Linked DNA regions of Danio rerio: region 1 is linked to region 2. A link is a contact called in public Micro-C data. All regions are on one chromosome and are shown on one strand. The core of a region is the stretch at or near the end of the contact, and the rest is flanking DNA. Distances in the headings are between cores, read along the strand shown. Region 1 holds the start of tmem18 (transmembrane protein 18). Region 2 holds the start of fbxo25 (F-box protein 25).

What was found. A called contact is a pair of places that touch in the nucleus more often than the background predicts.
Region 1: a contact with region 2 is called in a Micro-C map of caudal fin, with 5 times the contacts expected there. The contact joins the promoter of tmem18 here to the promoter of fbxo25 in region 2. A contact is called at or near these places in 3 of 18 Hi-C or Micro-C datasets (caudal fin, hematopoietic stem cells and an unstated tissue).

The regions. Positions count from the first base shown.
Region 1 is chr23:38,750,757-38,754,611 of GRCz12tu, forward strand. It overlaps tmem18 (transmembrane protein 18), which reads right to left and starts at 1,534. Exons shown (of 5, transcript NM_001005601.2): 1 at 1,377-1,534; 2 at 1,100-1,217. The coding sequence starts at 1,469. ccnt1 (cyclin T1) reads left to right here and starts at 3,510. Exons shown (of 10, transcript NM_001256611.1): 1 at 3,510-3,695. The coding sequence starts at 3,526.
Region 2 is chr23:38,601,793-38,606,085 of GRCz12tu, forward strand. It overlaps fbxo25 (F-box protein 25), which reads right to left and starts at 1,271. Exons shown (of 10, transcript NM_205724.1): 1 at 1,244-1,271; 2 at 719-875. The coding sequence starts at 846. fam110c (family with sequence similarity 110 member C) reads right to left here. Exons shown (of 1, transcript XM_021470021.3): 1 at 3,759-4,293.

The sequences.
Region 1 (3,855 bases), core at 284-2,783, 150 kb after region 2:
ACACAGTGGATCCCCTTCCAGCTGCAACCCATCACTGGGAAACATCCATACACACTCATACACACATATCCACCACGGCCAATTTAGCTTACCCATTTAGCGCATGTCTTTAGACTGTGGGGGAAACCGGAGCACCCGGAAGAAACCCACATAAAACCGGGGAGAACATGCAAACTCCACACAGACATGCCAACTGACCCAGGCGGGGCTCGAACCGCGACCTTCTTGCTGCGAGACGGCAGTGCTCACCACTGAGCCACCGTGTCACATCTTAATACATTTTATTATATTAAAAATATTACAAAGATATTACTGTAAATATTACTGTATGAAATATGAAAATATTTATTTATTTATTTTATTTACCTATTATATTGTCTCAAAAATTGTCAGTATAAATGTGTGTATGTATGCCTGTGTGTGCACATGTGTGCAAGAGAGCAGGGGCAGACTAGCCACAGGGAGCACCTGGTGGCCTGCAGCTGGATATTATTGATCTGGCCTGCCACCGTGATTTTGGCCTGTCCCAGTCCGCCCCTTCAAGAGAGTATGAGTGTGTGTAAGTGTGTCTTTGACTGTGTGTAAGTGCGCACATGTATGCAAGAGAGTACGAAGTACGAGTGTGTGTGTGCGTTTATGACAAAGATTGTATGTGTGTGTTGATGAATGTGCGTCTGACAGTATGAGCATGTGTGTACCTGAATGTCCCGCACTTTCTCCATGTGTGCCTCCATCTATCCAGCTTTGTGAGTGTGTTAGTGAATGTGTGTACCTGTATGTCTCTCACTCTATGTGTGTGTGTGTACCTGTATGTCTCTCACTCTATGTGTGTGTGTGTGTGTGTGTGTGTGTGTACACAATACAAATATTTATGCTATTTTTAAGAAAGAAATAAAGTGTTTGTGTGTCTTTGTAAGTATATATACATATATTTATGACAATAGTAATTAGTTTTCATCAGCTTTGAATGAAAAAGTCTGTCATTTTAATGTGCACATTCTTTTAAATGTTCAATAATTATTTCACACTGTGGGGTAAATGACTACATGTATTATAATTATTCAAATATAACAAGGTTCAAATAAATATAAACACTCACCCATCAGGAGAAAATGACAGATCTGAATGCGGTAGTATTTGCAGGACAGGAGGGTGAAAGCAAAACAGAAGACATGAAAGGCCAGCAGGGCCATCAGCCAGGGCTCAGACCAGTCAACCTGACAACAAAATCACATTATTATTATTATTATTCAGATAAAACAAACTTATTTCATATTCCTTATTTAATCCACGTGCTCTCAAAAAAAAAACAACAACGACGCGACTCCATGAACCATCTCTGTATGTGAGCAAACCGAGAATCTAATGTTACTCACAGACTGTAGGAAAGTCCATATTGATGTGATGCGAACATTGCTGAATTTATCGATTGGGATTGCGCTGGCGTTTTTAGTGTTTGATGCTGTCATATTATTTGATTACACGCCACTGTGCTAGCAGCTAAACCACAATAACAAACACTTCCGCAATCGTCACTTTTTCCTCTTTCGTTCTCGACCGAAACTCCGCTTCACCGATGGATGGCGCTGTTACTCCTCTAAAAAATCTGAGAAGATACTTAAGGCAAAATATAAAAGATTTAATTTCGAATATCTTTTTTATAAATTTTGGCATTGGGTTTGAAATATAGAGTATAAAAATTCCCGCATTAAGTTAGAAGTAATAAAAACGTGACAAACGAATGAAAAGACATTTAGCGATTATATTAGCGGCATTTCAAGTTAAAAGTTCTCAGCAAACTTTTATTTTTTATAAACAGCTGAACGACAAACTTTTTCACTGATTTTATCCAGCAAAACCTAATTTTCATAAATTTTAAAGTGGGATTGATGTAAATTGTATTTTTTTTTTGTAATGAATATGAGGAATTTCCCAGAGATGGGTTGCGGCTGGAAGGGCATCCTCTGCGTAGAAACTTGATGGATAAGTTGGCGGTTCATTCCACTGTGGCGACCCCGGATTAATAAAGGGACTAAGCCGACAAGAAAATGAATGAATATGAGGAAACGGCTTTACACTTATTTTGGCATTGTCATCAACTGATGGGGTGAGGTGCAAAATGTTTAATAACAATTTTTAGTGTTCTAAGCCTCTCTTATTATTGTGGGAAAATGTACTTTTTGGCTTTACTGTTGACCCTTGAAAAGAGGAAATTGTTTTTATTTAACTAATTTACTTATATTATTGGTGGCGCAGTGGATAGCGCTGTTACCTCACAGCAAGAAAATTGCTGATTTGAGTTTTGTGGAGTTTGCATATTCTCCCTTGTGTTCATGTGGGTTTCTTGCAGGTGCTCCGGTTTCCCTCACAGTTAAGACATGCGCTATAAGTGAATTGAGTAAGCTAAACTGGCCGTAGTGTATGTGTGTGAATGGGAGTGTATGGGAGTACTGGGTTGCAGCTTGAAGGGCATCCGCTGCGTGAAACATATGCTGGATAAGTTGGCGGTTCATTCTGCTGTGGCGACCCCAGATTAATAAAGGGACTAAACCGAAAAGAAAATGTAGATGTTAAAAAAAAATTATATTCATAAATTTTAACATTTATGTTAAAATGTTAAAATGTTATATGCTGTTCTTTAAATAAAAATAAATAAATAAAGCATGTCTAAAATGACGTTGATATGAACAAAATATGCCATGTATTCAACATAAGAGGAGGAATTGCAGCTGTTTATTGATATTACGGACGTCTCGATTAAAACTGCACTGTAAAAATGCAAAAACAAAAAAACCTCCAGACGCCCATTACACAGCAGCAGCAGGATGTCTATGAAGAGTTTATTTGCAAAACTGATACCTCCATTTTATAGAAATATTATGTTTTTTAATGTGTATTGAAGAGTACAATTGCAAAAAAAAATTCTATATTTATAGAAATAAAACTCTTGATATATCACCATTTTAAAATATACAGTAAGACTGTTTAGAGATGGTGTCAATTTGACTGGCCACCCAATGGATGCAAACACAATGAAGAGAGATAGTACTATATTCCAACTCATTATCTGCATTATATGATTTTTACAGTAATTAAAGAGATCATCTTTAAGACAGGAGTTTCTGTATGAAATTTGTACAACATTTATGCTAAATTGAAAGCATAACAAAGATTTATGAATACATCCTCATGTAGAGAAGTAGAAGTAAATGAGTTGGCAGATAAGCTGACTTAAACTTGCTCTGAGAAATGCTGTCAAACACAGTTTTACTTCATATATATATATATATATATATATATATATATATATATATATATATATATATATATATATATATATATATATATATATATATATATATATATATATATATAAGGGTTTTGATTAGTAAATTTGCATCAATGTATGTTTGTACTGTTCAGACGTGAATGGGTTAAGTCTAACAGCGCCGCAGTCGCATTCCAGCCAGCGATGACGCGCTTCCTGTGACGCAGTGAGATTTTAAAACATTGTCCTTCTCAGTAATGGCGGCTTCGTTCCCTTCGCCTTCGCAAAATAACAATAAATGGTACTTCACGCGCGAACAAATCGAAAACAGTCCATCTCGCCGAGCGGGACTTGATCCCGACAAAGAGCTCTCGTACCGACAGCAAGCTGCTAACCTGCTGCAGGACATGGGACAGCGGCTCAACGTGTATCTTTTTCAGTTAGGCAGGCGTCGGTCTCGGCAGCTGCTCCGAGGAGGCTGACGCCGGTTTGGGCGGCACGAGTGGTGTTGAATTTCAGCGTTATAATGACCTGAAACGGGTCTACCAGTATACACGCCTTTTCAATTGTGAAACTTGTGGATTAAG
Region 2 (4,293 bases), core at 21-2,520:
ATATTTTAAAATGTGGTTATATTTCCTTGTAGTCAGGCCGACCTTAGGTCAGTTTCTATGACAGAAAGCTTTTAGCTCAATCGATGATAGATAGATAGATAGATAGATAGATAGATAGATAGATAGATAGATAGATAGATAGATAGATAGATAGATAGATAGATAGATAGATAGATAGATAGATTAAATGCAAAATGCCATTTCAGAAAATAACCTCGGTGACTATAACACACACCGATTCTAAATACAGATACCTGACTTCTCACATGCCACACACACACTTCCTCTTTTGTTGGTTCCTCAATGCTTTGCTGGGGTTTTATAGTCTTGTTTTGGTTGAAGATTATAGGTTCAAATTCTAGATATATCCCCTTAGTTTGCGGTAAAATTAGTTTTATATTCACACATTTGTTCATTTTTGAACAGTGCCAACAAGTAACACAGTCCCTATAGTTTTTCCCACTCTACTTTGAATATTCGGTTGGAAATCGCATGCAAGTATGACTTTAAAACAACATTAGCACTGTTTGGTAGACTGTGTACAATGTTGTACTTTGATAGTAATAAGATTTCTATATTTTGAATTTTCGAAGAATACATTTCTGAAATAATATAATGAAGGAGAAGGTTTGAATGTGTGAATATAAAACCAACTTTACCCCGATTCCCCTTAGATCAAGATACAACTAAGAGTGAGATAATTCAAAGTATGTCTTACTCTTCCAAGCCAAGTTCATTGATGTTATCTCCCAATTTGTGGCTGAAATAATCAAAGCGCTTCCAGCCATCCTCAGTTTTGATCCAACTCCAGCCTGGAGATCTCCAGTCTTGACCCAAGAAAGGCATCTTCTTCTTCTTCCACCTGCTCCAGAGACCTGAATACAAGAGACTATTATCTCAAACCATTATAACACAACAAAGGTTTATCACACATCAGACTTTATATCATTATGGTGTGATATGACAACACAGAGTACTTCAGTCAACAATCTTGATGTAAATAACTATATTTCAAAATACAAACATGACGCACTTTGACGTTATTTGTGAATTGTTTCTAAGCTCTGGCTTGTTGAACAACTACTGCCAGTTAATTTGCTTAAACGCAAAGCCTGCCAGGAAGCTTATCTTTTTAAACGACGACAAAACACTAAAGACAGCTCTAGTATCTACCTCTATTTACGTTTTACTCGCAAAGTCACGTATTGGTGCTGATAACTGACGCATATTTAAGTTTACTTACTGCGAGTCCTTTGTTATGCTGATAATTTTCTTCTTTTCTTTGAATATTGACGGAAGTAAACAGTCAGAAAAGCGGAGTGTAAGACACGCCTCCCGGTGATTGCGATTGGCCGTCGTGTTTGTATTTATTTTGTTGCTACCCGGAATTCCCGAGCTGATTGGTCCTCGGCCCTGTCTATCACTCGTAGATTTATCCCTAGCTCTCTGTCGCGGTAGCTTCTTACACGTGACACAGGCACTGCACATGTTGTCATGTTTTGATTTTGCGATGGGGGAAGGGAAATGGATCAAATGAACGATGGAATAAACTGATCATGTTGGATAATAAGATCACAAAATAAACATTTCCTCTGCTCGCATTTGGACTGTAGGAATTACGTTAAACAGGTTTATTTTGTAATCATCTCAGTCAGCTTTAAGTACATATCTTTGTGTGATAGAAACTGACCAAATACAATTATTAAAACACAGATACAAACTTAAGACAATGCACTGGACCTAAAAAAAAGTAGTTTTATTTTATCGAGTTTTCTCAATTTGCAATTGCAATTGATATTATTTTACTTAAAATTAAGTTTTTAAAGGGATAGTTCACCCAAAACTGATGATTGTCAATACATAATGCATCCTTCAGTTGTTCTAAACTTATTTGACTTGATTCTTTCTGGAAAACTGTGACTGACTTTTATTGTTCTTTCTACTGTGGATGTCAATAGTTCCTGGTTTTCAGCTTACTTTAAAATATCTTCTTTTGTCTATTCATACACACACATATATATATATATATATATATATATATATATATATATATATATATATATATATTTTTTTTTTTTTTTTTTTTTTTTTTTAACTTAAACTTTGTTGTGTTTTTAGTAAACATGGTTATCAACAATGGTAATAACAGAATTTCTCAACATTGACTTGGTTCAATGTATACTGTAGCATTGTTGATTACAATATGAAACAATATATATATGTATGTATGTACATACAAGCAGACACCCATATTTAAATATATACACATATGGGGAAACCTGTAAGTATATATGTAGAAAAGGGAAAACTAACTGAAAAAAAGTGTACAATAAAACTATATTGTAGAACAGATCAGACAGAAAACTGAGAAAAAACAGTTTGTTGTCACCTATATCTTAAAAGACATCTTAATCGTTTCTCCTACGCCATTATTTTAAATCACTTAAGTTTTAAAAATGGAGATCAAATTATCATGCATAGTATTTATTACCAATGAAGAAGTGTTAAAATCTTTGCTCTGTTAATTAAGATAGTGGATTGCTCTAGTCAACAATGTCTGTTAAGTAATACACCGTAACCATTGCTGAATTGAGAGGAGATTAGGAGGGAACCAGGAACTGGTGATTATTTTCTTTAGCTGTTTATCCTATATATTATTTGATGTGATTTTCATGTGAACTAATTTTAAATTAAAATTATATATTTCAGTACTAAGATATCTAAAATACACTTCTCCACACCTCGCATTCATGGACAAAATAGGCAACACAAATAAACTAAAACCTAAACCTGCTAAATGCAATGTTAATTAACTATTTTCTGAATGTGTGTCAGGGTTGTTTTTTTCCCATTTGCTATCACCAAACATGACAATATTTGATTGTTTTTAACTTATTTGTTTATTTGAAAGACTGTATTATCCACAGTTTCCTAATTAGGCATTTGAAGCCAGCGTAGGTAATGAAAGCCAGAGAAAACTACCATTTATTGCAAGGCTAGAGTTTCACTATTGATACAGTATATTTACCTTTTTACAATTTAGAAAATTGTCAGTCAATAATGCATCCTTCACTTGATCCAAACTTGTTTGACTTCATTTTTTCTGTTCAACACAAAATAATTTATTTTGAAAAAATCTGAAAACCTGTAACCATTGACCTCCATTGTTTTTCCTATACTGTGGATGTCAATGGTTCCCGGTTTTCAGCTTTCTTCAAATTAACTTCTTTATATCTTTGATGAACATTTAATAATCCTTCATGTGATTTAAAAAAAAATATATATATATATTAGGGTTTCTGCAGGGCTCACCAAGTTAAATTTAAGACTTTTTAAGAGTTTTTAATGAAACCCATAATGAAGGAAATTTTAGACATCTTCAGGGCTAAATGCTAAGGATTTTTTTTCTGTCTATCCCAGTTCAAATAGATTTTCACTCGCCTTATCAAAAATGATTACAATTTAATAATATTAAATAATAATATTTAATACAAATTTTTTAATAAAAAGTTAATAGTTTTATTGAGATTGGGATTGTTGGTGATTGTGTTAATGGCCAGATTGGGTAGCTATACATGAAGAAAATATAATTAGGACATGTTAAAAAAAGATTTAAGACTTACAACACAACTTTTCAGTAGGTTTAAAACTTTTTAAGGCCTAAAATCTCAAGAATTTTTAAGACCCTGTAAATATCCCGAGGATGCTTAATCATTTGTTTTTTCTCATTGATTATCACCAAACATGACAATACTGAATTGTTTTTGACTGATTTGTTTATTTGAAGGATTTTAAAACTATGTCCTAAAGAGGCATTTGAAGCCAGCGTATGTCATAAAGGCCAGAGAAAACTATGGCAAGGCTAAAGTTTCACTCACTATTGATACAGTATATTGACCTTTTTACAGTTTCTTTATTTGACATCTGACACATATTTGTGTCAGGTAAAACCCCACCCAGATGAAAGTCCAAACTGAGCTGCAGAATACTTGCCAATAGAAAATGGCAAGCATTGAGACACAGACATCAGAGTGAATGTTACATCAATAACACTATAATAACAGTTTCTGAATTTTACATATAGAAAGTTAACAATAAATCTGCCTTGTAAGGTGTCAGAAAACATCACAGATGTACAGTAAGTATAAGCTTAAATGTAAAAAAAAATCATTCTAGCATGCATTCAGGAAAGAATGCATGTCCAAAATCATTTAAAGTAGTGTAAAGGCCACAAACACTCCCTCTGCAAGATCTAACCTGCCCTGCAGTCTGCATTTAAGAGGCCAGAGGGGT